Regions from separate parts of the Danio rerio genome. Here region 1 is linked to region 2. Evidence: chromatin contacts called from public Micro-C data. All regions are on one chromosome and are shown on one strand. Each heading gives the region's core, a stretch centred on a gene start, on an enhancer-like site or on the middle of the called end of the contact. The rest is flanking DNA. Distances are from core to core; before and after follow the strand shown.

Region 1 (4,136 bases), core at 1,280-3,779, 370 kb before region 2:
AAGGCTTCTAAGATACTTGATCTGCACGTGACAAAATTGTCAGATATCATGTGGGACGATACAAATTGAATAACGATAGTAAGGTGAACAAATATAGCCCATTAATTCCATCCGCTCAAAAATATTAACACAATTACACAAAAAGAACAAATAAACAGTTAAATGAATGAATGAAAAACATATGTTCTTAACAAACAAAACACCCCCCCCCCACACACACACACATAAAAAATAAAGAAATTATATATGTCACGTTACATGTTGCCAGTAACCAGTGGTATAGTCCAAATGGTCATTTCAGAGTTATAAAACGAGCCTGGTCATAAAAGATTCAACTGCCCAGAATTATTAACATTAACATTAAATGACTCAGTATCAATTGGCTACACACACACACACACACACACACACACACACACACACACACACACACACACACACACACACACACACACACACACACACACACACACACACACACACACACACAAAAGATTACTGCTGCTTGTTCAAACTACCTGTTTAAAATAAGCTAAAACAACACAATTCTTGTCATTTCTTTAATTTATTTGTTTTATGTTCAGACTACCTAAATTTGTAAATCATTTAGTAAACTTAATCGTTTTGTGTTGGGACAACATGAAGGAATTGTGTTGGTCCAACTAACTAGTTAGGGGATTTGTAGTTTCCAGTATGCTTTGCATGCATGGGATTGAATTGAGCGTGGGAAATGTTGACGATAAAATTACTCTTAGGTGTTTAAAGTTAATAGAAAGATGTGTTAGAGTTTAATCTTCACTTAAGTTTGCAGATTTAGAATTGTTTCATGTAATGCTTTGAGTTTTGAGATTACCACCTTGCAGAAGCACCCATGCTTTGTTGGCAGCTTAATTAGCCAAATGGCAGTTTGTTGGTTTGCTGAGTGAGAAATAACAGTCCTAAAATAAGTTCTGAGATCAGTCTCAATCTACTGTATATGTAACTCATGAAATATGCTTAATGTCTATTTTAGTTTATTTAACTCTTAGAGGGGTTTTTTAGTGTATTTGAAAAATAATCATATATATATACTTTGTTAAAAATATTAATATTTTTACATTTTTGGCTTTTAACTGATCTTCATAGTCATACAGATTGAATCTCTTAAAAGCTAAAATCAACTACAACCGTCTAAAATATTTTGAATTCTCTCGCTTTACAAAAAAAAAAGAAAAAAAGTTGAATAAACATTTCTAACCATCATGAATACAAATATAATATATCACTTTTCTTAATAAATAAAATTCAACCGTTTGCAATCCCTGCGGTGGGCGTGGCGCGGTCGCTGTCCGTGGTGCTGAACGGAAGAGTTTACGGTGTTCATTATTACATCCCTTATTTTCCATTTAGCTTCTGATTACGTCATTTAACAAAGTAGGTTATTTATTTTTTACTTTTTAATACTAATTGATAGGTTATATGCTACTTATAAATGCATAATATTGTAAAAAAATAGATGCTAAATATTTGATTGTATAACATGCTGACATTTCGAGTCTCTTTCTTTAACACACATAGGCCTGATATATATATATATATATATATATATATATATATATATATATATATATATATATATATATATATATATATATATATATATATATATATATATATATATATATATATAAAATTAAAATGAAGGACTTAATGAAGACGTTTAATCCTTCCTGCGCAATCTCAGCGCTGGTATGATTGTAACAACACACTCTGATATGAGGAATCTCACTGACTGCAGAAATAGAGCCCATCCACAAGACGGAGACTGCAAGCTGAAGTAGAACATGCGTAACGTTGATTCTGGTTGAATAAAATGCAATGAAGTTGTCAGTTTTCAGTTCTCTAAACAAACTTCTTTTTTTCTGGAAGCAAATATGAACTTACACATGTCCACCAGGAACAAAGTTTTACAAGTTTCGACAGTCAGGGATATAATTGTTTCCAGAAATTATTCATTTTAATACATTTATTAAATATTTTATTCACCTTTTTATGAATATCCTATGCAAAATACCACATGATATACACACAAATCTAAGAAACATCTTGAATGGGCTATTACTGTTAAACGCCTGTTAATGGATTTAGCAAATATTTCTAACAATATGTTTAATATAATATCAATAACGTACAACATATCTGTATTGAAAGCTTTATTAGTTATTGTATTATGTTAAAAAACAGAAATGGTTTCAATCCTGAATCAACTGTTGCACTCTACTGCTTGCAAAGACTGCTCTGAGCTGGAATATTTGTAATGACATAACTTGTGCTTCATAATGTCGTGTATTGTGACTCAGTCAGAACATTTTTGCTCGTTTCAAATGCTCTTTTCTGCTTCCCGGACCCAATCTGACCGCTATGCAGAGGTTCTCGAAGGGCTGCAGAGTCTATGCTCTCCTCCTTCAGCAGCGTCTCTGACTGCGGATCTCGCGATAGTTCGGCGGTCGCTGAGCAGCAGTCGCTTTTGCAGCAGGGCTGAGGGAGACGGAGAGAGAGAGAGAAGGTAAGCGGGGAGGCTGCATCATGGCGGACAGAGACAGTGGAAGCGAGCACGGTGGATTCGCCACAGGCCCCGGCGCCGGCCCGATGCATCCGGGCGCTGCATCGCGGCTCCAGCACGACACGGAGGAGCTCGCGTCGAAGCGCGTGGACATTCAGAACAAGCGCTTTTATCTGGACGTCAAGCAGAACGCCAAAGGCCGCTTTCTGAAGATAGCAGAGGTCGGGGCCGGTGGAAACAAGAGCCGCCTGACTCTCTCCATGTCTGTCGCCGTTGAGTTTCGCGACTACCTGGGAGACTTCATCGAGCATTACGCCCAGCTGGGCCCCAGCAACCCTGATTTGGTGCAGGACGAACCCAGGAGGGCGCTTAAGAGCGAGTTCCTGGTGCGCGAGAATCGGAAGTACTACATGGATCTGAAGGAGAACCAGAGGGGGCGGTTTCTCCGGATCCGGCAGACCGTCAACCGCGGCCCCGGCCTGGGAACCTCGCAAGGCCAGACCATCGCTCTTCCGGCGCAGGGGCTCATCGAGTTCCGCGACGCGCTGGCCAAACTCATCGACGACTTCGGCGTGGACGAGGATCCAGCGGAGCTGCCCGAGGGCACTTCGTTGACGGTGGACAACAAGCGCTTCTTCTTTGACGTCGGCTCCAACAAGTACGGCGTCTTCATGCGGGTGAGCGAGGTGAAGCCAACCTACCGCAACTCCATCACGGTGCCCTGCAAAGTGTGGTCCAAATTCGGCGCGACCTTCTGCAAGTACGCGGACGAGATGAAGAAGATCCAGGAGCGGAGCCGAGAGCGGAGGGCGCGCGAGATGCTGCCGGAGGGCCTGCACGGCGACGACGGGGACGAGGACTAATGCAAAGCGCGTAAATACATGTACGTATGTACGCCCAGAGTGACATGATAATCAAACGTTACTGTACTGTAATGTGGGATTGCTCTACACACACAACCCTCACAGACTCGAACAGTTGCATCTCTTCACTCATCGCCGGAAGTTACCCACTTACCCACCATTTAACAGTAAGACGCTGCTATCGACAACATGATGTATGAACCGTGTCCAGGATGGTGCAGGAGTGTGTGTGTGTGCGTGTCCCTTTTTACCCACGTGTGTGACACATCCAAGCGCTTATGCACTGCAAAAATCCTCTTGTTTTCCAGTACTGATCGATCCATTTAATAGTTTGCTTCTATCCGAGTTTATATATGCGCGTGTTTATTGTTTGAAGAAAAAGTTTTATTTACACCACACATTTCACACGGCGAAGAATGTCATTACCAGAAATATAAGATAAAGACACTTTATGTAAAGAAAAAAGAGCGTTCACACATGAGTGGGGTCAGTTGTGATGCGATTCCACACACTTCAGCACTGACGCCTGTCAGTCATGTTGCCAACTCGACACTGATCACGTTTTATGTAAAAGGAAACTGATTCTGCAGATTTTAAAATGTGCTTTCGTAGTAAAAGTGACATGAAAATGCTGCTGATATTCAGTATGCAAACTGGGGATTAGAACGAGCAACTGACCCCGCTCCAAACCTTCCTTGTAGAAATTTTGGCTTGTCATTCATGTTGTTTGC
Region 2 (4,194 bases), core at 1,671-4,170:
TCAGAAAAAAACATAATACTTAATTCTTTGGTTGAAGAGACAAGAGCAAGACATTAAAAGAAACTGTTTTGTCTGTATGTGTGATCTCAATATCAAAATACAGTGTGTCAAATAAAAAAGTGCACAATTTAGTTATTTATTGAAAAATTAACTCAATCACCCTAAAGTGTTTCGAAACCTTTATAGAGTTTCTTTCTGTTAAAAAAAATGTTGCAGAAAGCTGAAAACCTGCAATCATCAAGTTGGATAGAAGGAAAAACAATTACTTTGGAATTCAATGGTTCCAAGTTTCCAGCTTACTTTAAAACATCTTCTTTTGTGTTTAACATGAAAGTCAAACTGGTTTGAAAGAGGTAAAGGCTGAATAAACGATGACAAAAATATTTTTTTTTGCTGAACTATTCCTTTAAATTCATTGTGAAACTGATTTTAATGAGAAGCGTTGAAATAAATTGTTTTTTAAAATCTGTCAAGTTCAAGTGAACCAAACTTATTTTTTATTGACTAATTTAACTAACTTTTACTATATCTTTAAATCACAATACACAAGAAGATCTTTCTTGTTTCCCAGAGAACCTTAAAGTTGTTCATTAGAAACATTTTTATTATTTATTAAAAACTAATTCATTATTCAATAAAAATATATTTTTTAAATGTCATAAAAACTAATTATTTTTGAGAACAACTCAATTACAAAAAGTCTTCATATCTTCTTTTTGCATCTTACATAAGATATACAGTAGTCAACGTATAAGGTGGATTTTTTATCCTGAGGAAAAAAAAAGAAGTGTTGAATAGTTTTAGGACAACTATAAAGAAAGGTTTTAATCCACTTCAAAATGTTGACTACTGTATTTTAATTTAAGGCTTATGTGCCAGAAAACAAGGCAGAATTTCTCAAATATAACTACGAACTTAAGGATTTGAACACAATAGATTGCTAAGAATGTAGAATTGGTTACTTCTAATTAATTTGTATCTCTCCTTCAAAGCACAATACATGCACTTTTTACATTTACTATCCTGAAGAAAATAAAGAAAATTAAGTTAAATGCTGTATAGAACTAAAATATTACATCTATTTTGAATTAAAATTAATTTGACTAATAAATTGTTGCCTCTAGATGACAGGTTGTTGATTAAATAAAAAAGACCTGAAAAAGATGGGATGACGACGTTACAGCAGAAGTGAACTTCTTTCAAACATCTTTGTCCAAGATCAAAAATATAGATTAAAATTAAAATGTTAGTTCTTTGACTTAATCAGAAGTACAATAACCAAAGATTATCTATAAATAAGACACGAAAATGAATGGCTTTAAATTAAACAAAGAAAAAAAAAAAAGTTATTAAATAATTTGTTGGAAATAGTGAGGCACTTACTGTCATCCCCTACCGGGCCCGCTGAACACTGAGCAGGTGGGTCACGGCCCAAATCATGCAGCTCCTAAAACAAACCAGAAACCCAGCAGGTTAAAATCACTCACCCATCATGCTTTGGAGAAGCAGCAGGTAAAGCTCTGCATCACCTGTCTCGAGCCCTTCCTGAAACACCTGCAATGCTCGCTGAAACTGACACCGAAACCTAACACTTTAGATATCTGTGCATTTCATTAAAAATGACTAAAACTAAACGGCCAGTAAACATAACTAAGAAGAGAGAAATGACAGGGGCTTGATGTCAAATCAGACACACGACAGCCTGTGTAATGAAGTTATTGCTGCTGTAATGACATGAGATGTGACCACAGCTTATGTAACAATTTTTTTCCGGTCTTGTCAGTTCTACTGAAATCAGAGAGAATTAAGGTCCAAATAAAGAAGATAATGGTCTGATTTGGAAACGATTTGAGCCACGTTCATTACGCCAATTTGCTTGCGCCACGAGCTAACCTCAAGACATAAATAAATACGTGTTGAACTTAAACACTTAACAGACTGGCTCAAAAATACCAAATATTTTGATGCTGATAAATTAACACGAACACAAGACTAAACATAATGAGAAAATGACTTAAACGTTTAACGTTACCCGTGACGGCAAACCGATGGGCCAGATGCCTCTCCCGGATAGGCGAACGGTAACGTTAGTTAGTTAAACTAACAACCGTATTTGGCGTATACCACCGTATTTTGGCGTAGAAATAATAAAAACACACCCATCTGATGATGAAATATGAGAGAGAAATATTTTTGTTCAAGATTTTCAAATGGGCCTTTAGCATCAGTGGCTACGAGCGGTTAGCATGCTAACACGTTACCATGAGCCTACATTAATCCTCAAGCGAGCCATACCAAACCGACTTCCAATTCAAAATACTATTTATGTCAGTTTACAATATAAAACGAGAAATGAAACGTGAAAGTGAACACCGAATAAACCTTGTACATCAGTCGCAGGCAGTTCGACGAAGGGTCTCAAGCTAACATGCTAATCGTTAGCCCGGGCCGAACCGTCGAACCGGGGAGCTTTACAACAGTTGTCATCGCACCAGCGGCACACTTAACACCTAGAACCTATCAATAACATCCAAAAATTCGAATTTCCGGTAAAATCGAAAAAAAAATATGCGATTTCAATGCGGAATAAGGCAATGGCGCCCGTGACTTCCTTCTCTTACCTTGTGGATTCTTTTCAGAGCCATTGTTGTGCTGTTACTGCTGTCAAAAACACACAAAACGCGCCCTGTACTCGATTAAAACGGCGTTTCTTCGGTTCCGACGCTTCCAACCCCTCGTGTGTCGTACTAAAGGACGCCTTGGGGTTATAATTCAATCGGTGTTCTGTGTGTGACGGAGCCGGTTGGTGTAATTTGAAGGCGAAACTGAAAGGTGGTGCTGGTAGCGGTTCGGTCCTTCCTCCTGCAGCAGCGGCGGCAGCGAGCAGCTAACCGCAACACGCACACTGCGCTGCTCTAAACAGATCCTTCCGCCAATGGACGCAGTCGCCGGGGACGGATTGCGCGCCTACGCCAGTTGCCAGATAGTGCTGTTGTGAATTACGAAACTGATGCAATAGCTGTGCCAAAATGGCGGATCGCGCTGAATGACTTCAACGCTGATTGAGCCCAAATGAAACCCTGTGGTTGAACGCTTCCATTTCGAGCCTATGTGCGAGCTGGGCGATAAACTCAGAAATATAAAAGAAATAGCTAGGAGGGACATACGTTTATTTATTGTTAGAGGTGTTCATTCGACGTGTGTTTACAATTGTCCGCGGAGAACAGCTTATACTCAATTTCTACCAAATTCGCAAACACATAAATATCCTCCGTCAGAGGAAGTTTCACCAGTGCGGAGGGATACTTGACAAGTTTATGTTTTATCGCGTCAAAACACGAGATTATCGCCCATAGATTGGTGGATGCAGTATGAGAGAAACAAAGCTCCACTGTAAGTTTTATTTAATTATTTTTAAATGTTTAAATGAACACTTTCACGTTAATCTGTATTGTTGTATGATGCATGAGCTTTGCAGCTCTCACATTTTCTTAATTTATGTACATAATCATAATACAGGTAACGTTACGTTATTACCATTTGTTTTTTATTTTTTATAAATTGTAAATATTTTTACGTATTTAAAATGTTTACATGAGAATATTACAGGTACTTTACTTCATCAGTTATTTTTATATGCATTTTTTATTCGGGTCAATAAAATATGTTTCCACATCTTAAATATATTAAAAACAATATACGTTTTTATAATAAAAAGCATATGCATGCTTGCCACCAAAAATTATGCTAGCCACTAAATATAAAGTATATGAATATAGTTTCTAGCATCAGTACATCCTAACATAACTGACTAATTACTATATTGATTATGGTAAGAGAAAATAATGTAAAGAAATTGTAATAAGCAGGGAGTTTAGTCGATTTGTTTGTAGGTTGTAATAGGCTATATATTTTCTAAAACCTTGAGTATGTATTCTGATGGGGTATATGCAGACAGACTTTTAATTTCAGTGAGCCAGCCTCATTGCTTCCGGTAAAGTGTCTTTCCATTATAAACCACGTTTAATATCTGATTTCTTTAAAAAAAAACAGTGATCTTTACTGCCTGAAAAATCTACAACATTAATTGGGTCTCAGACCGGACAAGATCACTGCATTAAATTCCATTCCCCCTGCCATGTCTTTAAAATATGACTGTTCATTTTACCTCAGTATTTTCTCAGTATTTAGAGG

Evidence for each region. Hi-C and Micro-C count contacts between places; a contact is called where the count stands out from the background.
Region 1: a Micro-C map of caudal fin shows a contact between it and region 2, with 4 times the contacts expected there. The contact joins the promoter of purab here to the promoter of ube2d2 in region 2. A contact is called at or near these places in 1 of 18 Hi-C or Micro-C datasets (caudal fin) and 1 of 4 datasets of contacts at active chromatin or transcription factors (embryo).

What each region holds. Positions count from the first base shown.
Region 1 is chr14:8,815,233-8,819,368 of GRCz12tu, reverse strand. purab (purine-rich element binding protein Ab) reads left to right here and starts at 2,529. Exons shown (of 1, transcript XM_005157161.6): 1 at 2,529-4,136. The coding sequence starts at 2,566. The coding sequence ends at 3,405.
Region 2 is chr14:8,444,831-8,449,024 of GRCz12tu, reverse strand. It overlaps ube2d2 (ubiquitin-conjugating enzyme E2D 2 (UBC4/5 homolog, yeast)), which reads right to left and starts at 2,920. Exons shown (of 7, transcript NM_200959.3): 1 at 2,622-2,920; 2 at 1,384-1,447. The coding sequence starts at 2,645. It also overlaps a transcript of ppp3cb not described here.